Regions from separate parts of the Mus musculus genome. Here region 1 is linked to region 2. The links are chromatin contacts, called in public HiChIP or PLAC-seq maps. All regions are on one chromosome and are shown on one strand. The core of a region is the stretch at or near the end of the contact, and the rest is flanking DNA. Distances in the headings are between cores, read along the strand shown. Region 1 overlaps Liph (lipase, member H). Region 2 overlaps Map3k13 (mitogen-activated protein kinase kinase kinase 13).

Evidence for each region. HiChIP or PLAC-seq counts read pairs in DNA pulled down with a chosen protein or histone mark.
Region 1: a contact with region 2 is called in an H3K27ac HiChIP or PLAC-seq map of embryonic stem cells, with 11 read pairs. The contact joins two enhancer-like sites. A contact is called at or near these places in 1 of 15 datasets of contacts at CTCF or cohesin (the NIH/3T3 cell line), 2 of 484 Hi-C or Micro-C datasets (embryonic stem cells and nephron progenitors), 3 of 115 datasets of contacts at active chromatin or transcription factors (all in embryonic stem cells) and 4 of 9 other capture datasets (adipose tissue, embryonic stem cells, liver and 1 more).

The regions. Positions count from the first base shown.
Region 1 is chr16:21,982,455-21,988,960 of GRCm38.p6, forward strand. Liph (lipase, member H) reads right to left here. Exons shown (of 10, transcript NM_001083894.1): 2 at 1,447-1,814. Among named protein-coding and RNA genes, the nearest start is that of Liph, 9.8 kb to the right of the region's middle. Within about 2 kb of position 1,912, at least 13 of the 459 cell types and tissues checked have an H3K27ac peak or open chromatin away from gene starts, as enhancers often do. A contact at or near this core is called in embryonic stem cells, where this site is marked.
Region 2 is chr16:21,903,679-21,910,308 of GRCm38.p6, forward strand. Map3k13 (mitogen-activated protein kinase kinase kinase 13) reads left to right here. Exons shown (of 13, transcript NM_172821.3): 3 at 68-259; 4 at 1,440-1,598; 5 at 2,083-2,241; 6 at 2,767-2,875; 7 at 4,987-5,096. Among named protein-coding and RNA genes, the nearest start is that of Map3k13, 15 kb to the left of the region's middle. Within about 2 kb of position 5,348, at least 37 of the 459 cell types and tissues checked have an H3K27ac peak or open chromatin away from gene starts, as enhancers often do. A contact at or near this core is called in embryonic stem cells, where this site is marked.

The DNA.
Region 1 (6,506 bases), core at 662-3,161, 75 kb after region 2:
GATGAGCTCCTAATGGAGTCACTGTCCCAGGGAAGAAAAGGTGAGGGAAGGTAGACCTCACTGACCACAGGCTGCAGGCAGCTCTCTCTGAGCCACCAAATGTCAGCCTGCTTGCTGGGGAGCTCACAAAAAAACTCATGTCACCACCAGCTACAGTGGTCACCACATGGGGATCTCTTTGAAATTGCTCTTACTTCATGTGATATTGGTTTGGTTTGGTTAAGACACAGCCTCTCGTTGTAGACCTGGCTATTCTAGAACTTGCTCTTGAAAGGAAATAAAACTTGAGACATGTTATTCATGTAATTTATGTCAAATAGCCCAAAGAGTTGTTTGTGAGCTTTGAAACCTGGGGCTAAGAACATAGCAGAACAGGCCAGGACATGCCTGGGCAGGCCTGTCGTTACATGTCCTGACTGGCCTAGTGCCTCCCTATCTCCCGCCCTTCTGACAGTCTGTTGATGTTTAAATGGACCAATCATGTAAAACCGCGCCAATTCCTCCCCCAGCCCCACCCCTTTTCTATAAAAGTCCCTAGCTTCCAAGCCTCGGGGTCGAAACCACTGTCTCCTGTGTGAGATACGTTTCGAACCGGAGCTCCGCCATTTTGGCTCCACCATGTGGTCGACACCTCTGTCTCCTGCGGGAGATACATGTTGGCCCGGAGCTCCGTCATTAAACTACCTCATGCTTTTACATCAAGATGGTCATCTGTTCGTGATTCTTGGGTGCGCGCTGAATCGAGAATTCGGGAATTGAGTGTGGGTTTCCCCACTAGGTTCTTTCACTCTGTAGACCAGACTGGTATTGAACTCAGAGATCTGCCTGCTTCTGCCTGCTTCTGCCTCCTGAGCCCTGTGATTAAAAACTTGTGCCACCACACCCTGGCTCATGTCACATCTTTGTTATGTTAAAGTCGGTGGGGCACAGCTCTTGAGAACAGTCTCTAAATAAAAGCTAAGGTCCTGCCTTGGGAGGCTTTCTAAAAACATTGACTGTCCCGTTTCACTGTGGTTGGCAATAATCTGGACATTAATAGCTTGGTCTTTTAGCTGAACAAGCTACAGACGTTGAAGGAGGTCCAGGCGTTTAAGCTAACAACTCTAAGCAGAGCCCCTCCTACTCAAAGACACCCACCCTCATGGTAGTAACAAAATGATGCTCCTTTCACAAGGCTTTTTGTCACTAGCTACAGAAGATTATGCAGGACTTAAGATCTAAAACATTTAAAACGAGAACATTGCTCCATACCCCTTTGCTGTGGGGATGGACAACCTGCAGGGCCACACCCTCTTCCCTGGGTTTATTCGGATTCGCACAAGGTTACAAAATGTTAAAAAGTAGCCACCCCCCACCCCCTCCCCACTCCCATCCAACCAAGTGATACCTCTTGGTTTTAAGCTTCCAAACCAGCCACCAAGGTCATCTCAGACAAGTCTTTCTTACCAACATCTGGTCAATAAATTCCTTCAAAATAGAAGCTACTTGTCTGGTCTTGCTAGACGCATGGGGGTATATCACAGTTGTCGCTCCTCGATTCCAATCAACAACCACTACATTCATCTCTTGTACACTGATCAAACTCTGTACCAGCTCCTCTATCCAAACCGGAGGGGAGCCTGTTGGCCGGAAACCGTGGATTATAAAAGTGGTTTTCTTGGTCACATTTAAGCTCCCCAGAGCTGTGGAGTTGATGATCTGTGCACAGGTCTGGTCTCTCTGTGTGTAGAGCATCAGTCTCACGGAGAGTCCTGTACCAACCACCGCGCTGTGGAAGCTCAGTCTGGTGAAGGACGGGCATGTTTCATCCGTGTCTGGAAATGAGAATTAGACGGCATCATGCAGTGCCTCCTAAGCAAGACAGTGCTGTGATCCCCTCCTTGATGCTCTTACAGTCCTCTTTACACCGCCTCCCCACAGCGCCTCCCCACAGCGCCTCCCCCACAGCGCCTCCCCACAGCGCCTCCCCCACAGCGCCTCCCCAGAGCCTGGAGCTAGTTCAGTGATGGTGAAAAAGTCATACTTAATCCAGTATTTTTTTTTTAAAGAAGATTTATTTATTTTATTTTAACATATGTGAGTACACTGTAGCTGTCTTAAGTCACTCCAGAAGAGGGCGTCAGATCTTGTTATGGATGGTTGTGAGCCACCATATGGTTGCTGGGATTTTGCTCTTAACCGCTGAGCCATCTCACCAGCCCAATCCAGTATTTCTAAGTAGTGATTCCTGGTTTGTCTGGACATCTTTCCCCAGACTCCTTCAAGCTCAAAAGCAGAAGTTAGCTCAATGGAGCTTCTACAACCCTCCCAGCCTTAAGTACATCCTCATTAGCCCGCTCCCTCAGAATCTGTGAGTGCCTCACTTACAGCACACTGAAATCATCTTTCAGGGATCTATTCTGGGTACTGGGTATGGGTGTGTCTACCCTGTGAGACCCCATTCTCCTTGAATGGTAATTTCTAGGCTGTGTATCCTTGGAGAGACAGAACACAGCCAGAGAGTCGGCAAAGGAGTCTCCATGGTCTCTGTGTAGAGCCCTCTCCTGGGAGGATGGTCAGAGGGTGGTCTGCCCTGCCCTGAGCATCTGAAAACGCAGACCATATCAGCTGGTGCTGAGCCCCTTTTCTTCTAGGCTCCTCAAGCTCTCCTTTCGAGCCTTCACCCTGCAGAACAGTCTTGGAAGAAAGGAGGACTCACGGAAGGGACAGCACAAATGTAGAAAGAAGGTCTTCTTGTTTCAAAGGCCCACACTTGGCCTGATCCTCCCCCCCACACACACACACACACACACACTTCTCCCCCAATCTCTCTGCCTACAGATCAGGATGTAGCTCTCAACTTCTCCAACACCATGCCTGCTATGCCTGCCCTCATGCTCCGCGTCATGATGATAATGGACAAACCTCTGAAACTGTAAGCCAGCCCCAATTGAACACTTTCCTGTATAGGAGTTGCTGTCCTGGTGTCTCTTCACAGCAACAGAACAATGACTAAGAGAGTCATAAAAGGGAAAATACCAATTCTTAGAAAATCTAACTAAATATAACTAAACATTTAAAGGTAAAGGGCCAAACAAATGATTCAGAAAATATAAACAGCTAACTGACGATGAAATCTGTGTGCCAAAAATGTTAAGAATAAATCAGTCTAGGGCTGCAGAGTGGGTGCACTGGTTGAGCACAGGCTCAAGGCCAAGGAACCAATGGGTAAATCTGCACAGAGGTTTGCTTCTGCTCTGTGTGCTCTCCTAGTCTTGTAGCTTTTTCAGTTATTTCCAAGTAAACTTAAAAGGAAAGGACAAGGCAGAGACCCACCAGTAATAGACAGAGGAGGAGATGGGCTGTCAATCTGACCTCAAAAAGCAAAATTGGGTGGATTGTGATGGCACATGCCTTTAACCCCAGCATTCAGGAAGCAGAGGCAGGTGGATCTCTGTGAGTTCAAGGTCAGCCTGGGCTGCATAGTAAAACCCTGTCTCAAAAAAAAAAGGGGGGGGGCCTGGCGAGATGGCTCAGTGGTTAAGAGCACCGACTGCTCTTCTGAAGGTCCTGAGTTCAAATCCCAGCAACCACATGGTGGCTCACAACCATCCGTAACAAAAAATCTGGAGTATCTGAGGACAGCTACAGTGTACTTATATATAATAAATAAATAAACAAAAACACCAAAAAAAAAAAAAAAGGACGAAGAGGAGGAAGAAGAGGAGAAGGAGGAGGCCACCGCATCAGCAGCAAAAGCAAGGAAAGCAAACTGGCAGGAGATGCAGCTTAGTGGTAAAGCATGGCTAGTGTGAATGACCCTGAGTTCAATCCCTTGTAGAAAAAAAAGAAGAACGAGGAAGAAATGAATGGGAAGGGGAGAGGAGAGGAGGGGGAGGAGCAGGGGGAGGGAAGGGAAGACAGGAATAAGGAGCAAAAGGAGGCAGATGCTTGCTCAAGGCTTCGGTTCAAAGGGCAATGGAGGAGAGTTGGAGACAAACAAAAGCTCAAGTTGCAAGATGATAGAAGTGAGAGCTGGAGTGACGGCTTGGTGGTTAAGGGCACCCAAGTGGCAGCTCACAACTGCCTGGAACTCCAGTTCTAAAGGTTCTGCCATAGGCAGGAGACCCACACACAGTACACATACATATATACACACAGCAACATTCATGCACATTTAAAAAAAAAATGTGGAGGCTAGAGAGATGGCTCCGTGGTTAAAAGCACTCACAGACTGTTACAGAGGACACAGGCTCAGTTCCCAGCACCCACATGTGTTATATTAACCACCTGTGACTAGCTCCAGGAGATTTGAAACCCTCTCCTCACCTCTATTGGCTACTGCATGCATATGGTGAACACACATACACTGAGGAATACAACAAAAATATAAAATCAAATTTAAAGAAAAGGAAAATATATGTGGATGTATGTTAAGATGCAAGAGTTAAATGAAGAGTTTTGAGGCCCTTGGTTTTGGACCTTTGGACCTTTGCAATATTACAGAGGCTTTAGGGAGCTCCTCAGAGATGGAACACACATGCACAGGGCCCTGCATCCAACTCCAGCCACCGAGAGAGAAAAGGCAAAAATGGCAAATACGGGTGACAATTCTAGTTTCCAGACACAACATAACGATCAAGAATTGCAATATTTTAAAAAAGATCTATTTATTTATTATATGTAAGTGCACTGTAGCTGTCTTCAGACACACCAGAGGAGGGAGTCAGATCTCGTTACGGATGGTTGTGAGCCACCATGTGGTTGCTGGGATTTGAACTTAGGACCTTCGGAAGAGCAGTCGAGTGCTCTTACCCACTGAGCCATGTCACCAGCCCAAGAATTGCATTATTTTAAATAGAAATATTTGAAAGCCACTCTGTATGCCACCATCCCACACTTGGCTTCACTTAGGGAGAACAGCTCTGTAGAAAGTGAAGCGCAGCCCCAACACCAAGCTGGGGAGCATCCCCTAGGGTGATGTTAATGCTAGGGAGAAGTTAAGGGGACAGGGATGGAACAGAAGGGGAAGGACATTAACTTCCGACAGGTCCCCCAAAGGCAGGGAACCTTGGGACACACCTATTCTGACTTCTCTCAATGGAAACTTAAGAACCTAACTATCTAGAGACATCTGGGTACTTTTGGTCATGGCATGAATCACAATAATAGTAAAGTCATACACAATGTTCTGGGCCCTGCATCGATGCTGGTATAGTCAGGCATGGTCCTGTAGTAGGTCAACACTTCCATGTCACCCTTCACTTCTTCTTCCTGAAAATGTGTCAGTCAGCTTAGAAAACCCATCCCAGAGCAATAGCTCATGATCTAATTTGTCATCTGATAGTCCCAGAGGTGTGGAATGGGGTCCCAAGCTCTCTGGGTCTTATCCATCTGTAAAACTAAGGAGGGTTGTTGTTGGGTTTTTTTGCTGTTGTTTGTTTTTGTTTGTTTTGTTTGTTTGTTTGTTTGTTTGTTTTCAACACAGGGTTTTTCTGTGTAGTCCTGGCTGTCCTGAAACTCGCTCTGTAGACCAGGCTGGCCTTGAACTCAGAAATCTGCCTGCCTCTGCCTCCCAAGTGCTGGGATTAAAGGCGTGTACCACCACCTCCCAGCTAAAGCTACCTTTTGTTCCAGTCTGTGTGACCTACACGGATGGCCTGGAAAGTAGTGTTGTTTTTCACGTGCTGCGGATGTGTGCAAGAGAGGAATGTGGCTGGAATTAACCCTGAATGAGCTCATCCTGGGGAAGTCAGATGTTTCTTTACCTAACTACTAGGTCTGTTAACCTTAGGAGCCCTGAACTGTAGACCTATGGGTTAGAAGCCACATATTCCCCCTGGGTCCTTGAGGACAGGAAGCTAGTGAGCTGAAGGCTATAATGAGAACTTGCTACAGGGGGGTGGGGGTGGGGAATCTGTAGAAAGCTCAGTGGACGTCACCATGCCACCTGGCAGGCTGCCTGCCCTTTAACCCCATCTATCATAGCTTATCTGAAACAGAAGAAATTATACCTGTCGTTTCTGGATTATTTTGGAATTCATTTACACTGAAATAGCATATCCTGTGGAATTAGAATGAAAATGGTCCCAACTGGCTATTTGCATGCTTAGTCCCCAATTGGTGAACTATTTGGGAAGGTTTAGGAAGTGTGACCTTGTTGGAGGAAATGTGTCACTGGAGGTGGGTTTTAAGGTTTCAAAAGTTCATGCATGCCAGGTCCAATCTCTCTCTCTCTTTCTCTCTCTCTCTCCCTCCTTCTCTCCCTCCTTCCCCCCTTTCTGTGCCTGCTGCCTGTGGATCAGGATATAAAGCTCTGAGCTATTGCTCCAACACTGCCTGTATGCTTCTTGCCATGATAATGAACTAAGCTCTGAAACTGTAAGCAAGCTCCCATTTCAATGCTTTCTTTTATAAGACTTGCCTTGCCATGGGGTGTCTTCACAGCAATAGAACAGTGAGTAAGACACACCTCTATCCCATGGAGGCTGTCCACTCACAAGTCACTTGGTCTTAGGGGTTCACCA
Region 2 (6,630 bases), core at 4,098-6,597:
CCAAGATGCAGATGTGTATGCAGGTATATTGTCTATGTTCATGGACTCGAATATGTTTTCTTCAAAGGGGTGTTTGCACTCAGGCCCCGTGCTACTGCATCATCATGGAGTACTGTGCCCACGGACAGCTGTACGAGGTCCTGAGAGCTGGCCGGAAGATCACGCCCCGGCTGCTTGTGGACTGGTCCACGGGAATCGCCAGTGGAATGAATTATCTCCATCTCCACAAGATTATACACCGTGACCTCAAGTCGCCCAAGTGAGTTCTAGAGCTCTGTGCTCACCTGTTTTGTTTTCTGATTTTGAAGTAAGACGTCTTTATCAAGTGTGGCCGAGGGTCTCAGACTTGTAATTCGATTTCCGTTGCACGGTGGATAACAGTTTGCACATCTTAGCACAGAAGTTGAGCTCATCACTTACCGTGGAGACATGTCCAGGTCCTTAACTCAGGCTTTCCCTTCTGTGGCTTGAAATGTACAGCTATGCAGCAACTTCACTATGATCCAGAGCATTCATCTTTCATCACATCAAATAGTTAATGCTGCCGTTTTCTACTTGAAACCTTGGATTGTGGGTTCCTCTACTTTAAAAACTATTTAATTGACTTTCAGAAATGTTTATAGCACAACAAAATTTAAAAATGGTTGAATAAGAGACAGAGACAGGTTGGAAACACAGCTCGGCGGTGGGATGCTTGATTCAGTCTCCAGCACAGAGAGTGGGAGACGCAGTCACAAGAGTCAGACCACAGGATCAGTACAGTTATCTGAGGCACACTTCAGACTTGGCTCTGAGCTTCTGAGAGTGTAACACAGGAAGAAACAAGCAGATACAAGATTCATAATGGCTGTAAGAATTAGGTCCCTGTAGTGTTTAGGGCCCAGCAACCAAATCATTAACGTTCTAACAAGTTGAAAGAGTTTCTTCAGGTGAAGTCAGTGTGTGCGTGTGCGCGTGTGTGTATGTGTGTGTGTGTAGGGGGTTGGAGAGTATCAATATTCTCATTTGTATACACCTTTAAAACTAGCAATCGCAGTTCGTTCCAGGACTCATTGTAAATGGCTCTTGTAAAAAGCAAAGCAAGCCTTGTAGGAACCTGCTTGAACTTTGGCTATCAGTGCCCATCCCCCGCACGGGGAAGACTCGGCGCTCTTCTTAGCTCAGGCACATCTCTTGAATATGAAGCCATCATCCCATTCGTGGGTTATAGAGAGAAAATAGGTTAGAAGACTCAGTGGCTTGGCAGAAGTCACTGTCAGCAAGTGGAGAAGGATGAGTGCCTGCCGGGCACAGGCTTCTATGTGGTGCCCAAGAGCAATGGGAGCTGTAAACTGAACTCTGCAGCGTGGAAGCCGGTGGGCAGCGTGTCACTCACTGCTTACACTCATAGTTCTCACTAGCGCTAATGATCTGTTTGTTTTCTTTGTTTCTTTTTAAAGTGTTTTAGTGACTCACACAGATGCAGTGAAAATTTCAGACTTTGGCACATCTAAGGAACTCAGTGATAAAAGCACCAAGATGTCCTTCGCTGGCACCGTCGCGTGGATGGCACCAGAGGTGATCCGGAATGAGCCTGTCTCGGAGAAGGTGGACATATGGTGGGTAGAGCTCCCTGGCCGAAGCCCCGCCCACTTCCGCCTGATTTCTGCCCTTCCTGCTTCTCACTTCTTTGCATCTCACTTCCGGTTGATTCTGGTTTCACATTATCTAAGGTTTGACCCAGGATCGGTTCTGAGGCATCTCCATGAATACACTGAACTTCCTGGGAAACTAGAATTTAATTTTGAACAACATTTAGTGTCGAAGGCCTTATAAAATGCATAGCATGACGCTCACTTTTTTTGAGTAAAATATATGAAACGAAATTGACTTGGTCTTGATAAATGTGGGTCCCACCACACAGCTCAGCATGGCCTGAAACCTGCCATGCACCCAGGCTCTCCTTGAACTCATGAGCCTCCCAGCTCAGCCTCTGAGCGCTGAGATTGCAAGCATAGCCCATCGACCAGGTCTTTAATTAATTAAAGAGCTGAAGTGTGACTCCACCCCCTGAACCGCCTTCTGTGTCCCTGCCTGCTGCAGGTCATTTGGTGTGGTACTTTGGGAGCTGCTGACAGGGGAGATTCCCTACAAGGATGTGGACTCTTCCGCCATCATTTGGGGTGTCGGCAGCAACAGCTTGCATCTCCCAGTTCCTTCCACTTGCCCGGATGGATTCAAAATCCTTATGAAACAGACATGGTAAGAATGGCATTTCTTCTGCTGTTCTCTCTTACTTTTCTGCCTAAAGAGCTATTAAAGTTTCTCTAAAAGAGCAGAGGCACCTCTACAGGGTGCTTGGAAGGAACCACATTGTGGTGGAATGACGAAAGCTGCAGAATTTTAGAACCTTGCACTCAAACGCTGCCTCTGACTTTTTGTTACCTGTGAAATAGGGCAGATCCAGCTCCTACTCGTGGAGTTGCGTATGACTGATCAAATTATGAGCGAGGGGTTCAGTGTGATGTCTTGAGACAGTTCCCTGCCTAAAGGCTGATGGCTGGAATCACCTCACTGTCCCCAGGAGGTCGCAGACCTAACTCTCCAGGCCCTCTCTAGATGCTTATCCTACCTGCCTTTCCCGTTGTACTCCAGCACATCTAAGCTGTGTGGGATATAGCAGTTCTTGGAATAAAATGTGTATGTCATAAGCAGAATAAAGCCTCAGCCCCTGCCCTCTACCCCCAGACACAGCCTCTGAGATGAGCATGATATCTTTCCTCTTAGGCAGAGTAAGCCTCGCAACCGACCTTCTTTCAGGCAGACGCTCATGCATCTGGATATCGCGTCTGCAGATGTGCTCGCCACCCCTCAAGAAACTTACTTCAAGTCTCAGGTAAGCCAGCACATCCCTGCCTCGTGGGACTGAAGGGACAGCTAAGAAGTACTGTTAACCACGTAACAGTCACATGACCCTATTCGTTGTGAGACAGTAACTGTGATAGTTGGAGGTGCGACTGTGAATCCTGGTGGCGTCGTTAAGAGGGGAGAGGGTGTGAGGGCCGCATCGAGGCTATACTGGAGTCAATGTCACTGCTGCTCCTCATGAAGGCCTTGCTCACTTTGATGCACAAAAGCTGAAAACTAGGGCAGGAACTTGAGGACCAGACACAGCCACGACAGAATTACAGCATCTGTTAGCCGTCACTGTACTAAAATTTCCCACAACTTACATGTTAAAAAAAAAGTATTTATTTAGCCTACCATTCTGTAGGCAGTTTAAGCCACACAGTTTCTGTGATGCTTTGGAATTACCTGGATGTCTGTAGTCAGATCCCAGGTGAGCAGGAAGGTGGCTGGTCCCAGGTGGTCCCTTAACAGGTGTGTTGGCGTCTGGCTAGGAGCTAGAGCTCCTCTGTCCTGCCTGGCCGCTAGCTGGGCCTCAGGCTAGGCCCGCCTTAAGCTAGCCCCACCTCAGGCTAGGCCCGCCTCAGGCTAGCTCAGGCTTCCTCACTCCTGTTTGCTTTCACAGTGGCAAATGGATCAGGAAAGCAAGGCCAGTACAGGTGATGTTCATGCTGCATGGCATCGTGCTTGCCATAGTGCCACACTGGCTGAAGCAGGTCACGGGCCACCAGACTAGACTCTCCAGACTGAGGACAGAGCAGGCTAGACAGGCACGGAGCCAGAGAAGGGGAGGAGTATGGCTGTTGGGTGAAAATGCAGTAAGGATGGTGCTCTGCCCACTGTCACTATGAGCAAGGAGCGAGCAGAGACGAGGAAATGTTTCCTATCCCTAGCCAGACACGGGCATGATCACAAGGCATAGTGGTAATTAATCCCTCTGTGTGTACAAGATCATCATCATCATCATCATCGTGGCAGCACTAGCAGTGGAACCTAGGGCCTCTCAGGTGCTGGGCAATCACTCTCCCACCAGCTCTACCTTAGACTTTATTGTTGGTGTTTTGTTTTATTTTGTTTTGTTTTTATACAAGGTCTTGCTAAGTTGCCCAGGCTGGCCTTGAACTCCCTCTATAGCACAGACAGATCTTGAACATGGGATTCTTCCTGCCTCATTATCTAAATAGCTGGGCTTGTAGGCCGGCACCACGGGCCCAGCTTAGAACTGAACCATTAGTACTAACTTTCATAGTAGACATATGGCTTTTTCTCACTTAATGTTATTAAGTTTCTAAAATGAATTTTTCTGACTCGAATTCCATCTCTGCAGTGGCTCCCAATATTATTTCAAAGATTTATTGTCAGAAGAGACAGTTTATTACATATATTTATTGACTAAAAATTAAATGCAAAAATAAATGTTAGGGTAGGGGCAGATGCAGAGACCCACAGCCAAACATTAGACGGAGCTTAGGGAATCCTAGTGAGAAAGGGAGGAGGAATTGTAGGAGCCAGGGAGGTTGAAGAAACCACGAGAACGTGGCCCACAGAATCAACTAAGCAGAGCTCACAGGGCCTCCCAGGGGCCTATGTAGGTCTGACCTGTCCGTATGTGTCATGGTTGTGTACTTGACATTCTCATGGGACTCCTAACAGTGCAAGCAGGGGCTGTGTCTCTCTGGGATGCTGGGCTTCTGAGCTTCTCTTGGGTTTTTGTCCTAAGCAAAGCCAGTGTGACAGCGGACGTGAAGATGACTCAGAACCTCCCAGACCTGTGAACCTCCGTCAGCAGGACTTTCTTTCTGCCTCCATACTCCCTTGCCGTCAGCTGATCACTTTTGTCCAGATCACTGTACCCTGTGCTGTTCTGATGGCCACTGCTGTGGAGAAACTGGAAAAGAGACAGCACTGTGTCAGGACAGAGGGTGGGGTGGGGATGTTTGGGGTTTGATTTGGCACTTCTGGCACTCCCCTGCCGGAGCTCTTGTAGGAAGTTTGGGGAAAGCATGCAGAGGCACAGAAGGAAATGCCTTGCACACGGTCCTATGGACCCGTCAGGGAAGGAAACTACAACATTCACAAAATTAAACTTTCCTCACTCAGGCTGAATGGAGAGAAGAAGTGAAGAAACATTTTGAGAAAATCAAAAGTGAAGGGACCTGTATACACCGATTAGATGAAGAACTGATTCGCCGGCGCAGGGAGGAGCTCAGGTCAGCTGACCCCGCCCCTCTTCTCACCCCAGTGCTCTGGTCAGCTGACCCCGCCCCTCTTCTCACCCCAGTGCTCAGGTCAGCTGACCCCGCCCCTCTTCTCACCCCAGTGCTCAGGTCAGCTGACCCCGCCCCTCTTCTCACCCCAGTGCTCAGGTCAGCTGACCCCGCCCCTCTTCTCACCCCAGTGCTCAGGTCAGCTGACCCCGCCCCTCTTCTCACCCCAGTGCTCAGGTCAGCTGACCCCGCCCCTCTTCTCACCCTAAGGTTCAGACATGAGCAGGAACACTGGTGAATCGCCACTTCCTTCTCCCTCATCTTTCCCCTAGCTTTCTCAGTTGCTCAGATTTGGCCTTCCCGGGGAGTCTGAAAAGGCTGATCTCAAAGAAGCAGAGACTAGGATGGTGCTTGCTGTAGACTGGGAGGTTGTGCAGAGGGATGGGCGGGGGAGGGGGGAGAAGCTGACTAATGGATGCTGTTATAATTAGAAGAAAGTTCTTCAATTCTCGTCACGACAGGTAAAGATAATAGCTTAATAGCTCACCTCGCTTCCTCCCTCACTCGGAGTCGTTTGTTTGCTTATTTGAGGCAAGGTCTCTCTGTGTGGTCCTTGCTAGCTTGGGTCTTAGTATGTAGATTATGCTGCTAGAAATCACTGGAGCCTGCCTTCCTCTGCCTCCTGGATACGAGGATTGTAGGCCCGAGCCACCACACTTAAACTTTGGGATTTCTTTTTTTCTTCTTCTTTTTTAATTTTGAATTAAAGAAGCTTAGAAGAACGGATTTGGAATATTTCCAGCATAAAGAAATGATCATTGTTGGAGGAGACTACCATGGTTACCCTGATTTTTTCCCACTTTTATTATTTTAAATTATATTTGAGTCTGTGTATGACCACATGAGTGTGGACGCCCACAGAGGCCAGGCGTATCACATGTCCTGGAGCACAGGTGGTTGTAAGCCACCTGATGGGGTGCTGGGATCTGAACTCCGGTCCTCTGGAAGAGCATTTATCCAGTACATGCATTTATCTGCTGAACCATCTCTCCAGTCCCTGATTGGAACACTGTACAACAAATACATATATCAGAATATCACTTGGTACCTTGTAAATACATACAACTTTCGTGTGAGTTAAAAAAAAATGATTAACAACAACAACAACAACAAAAACGATTAACAAAAGCCGGGCATGGTGGCGCACTCCTTTAATCCCAGCGCTCGGGAGGCAGAGGCAGGCGGATTTCTGAGTTCGAGGCCAGCCTGGTCTACAAAGTGAGTTCCAGGACAGCCAGGGCTATACAGAGAAACCCTGTCTCAAAAAAACAAAAAACAAAAAACAAAAAAACAAAAGAAAAAAATAAAAAGATTAACATATGAACAACAGAAGCTTACCCTGTAGTTAGCAATGGTTCAGTGACAAGGTCTTGCCACAGGAGTATGAGGAACTGAATTCGAATTCCCAGATCCCATTCAAAGCAGGCCATGGCAGCTGTGACCCAAGAGCTCCTGGGGCAAGATGGGAGGCAGTGAC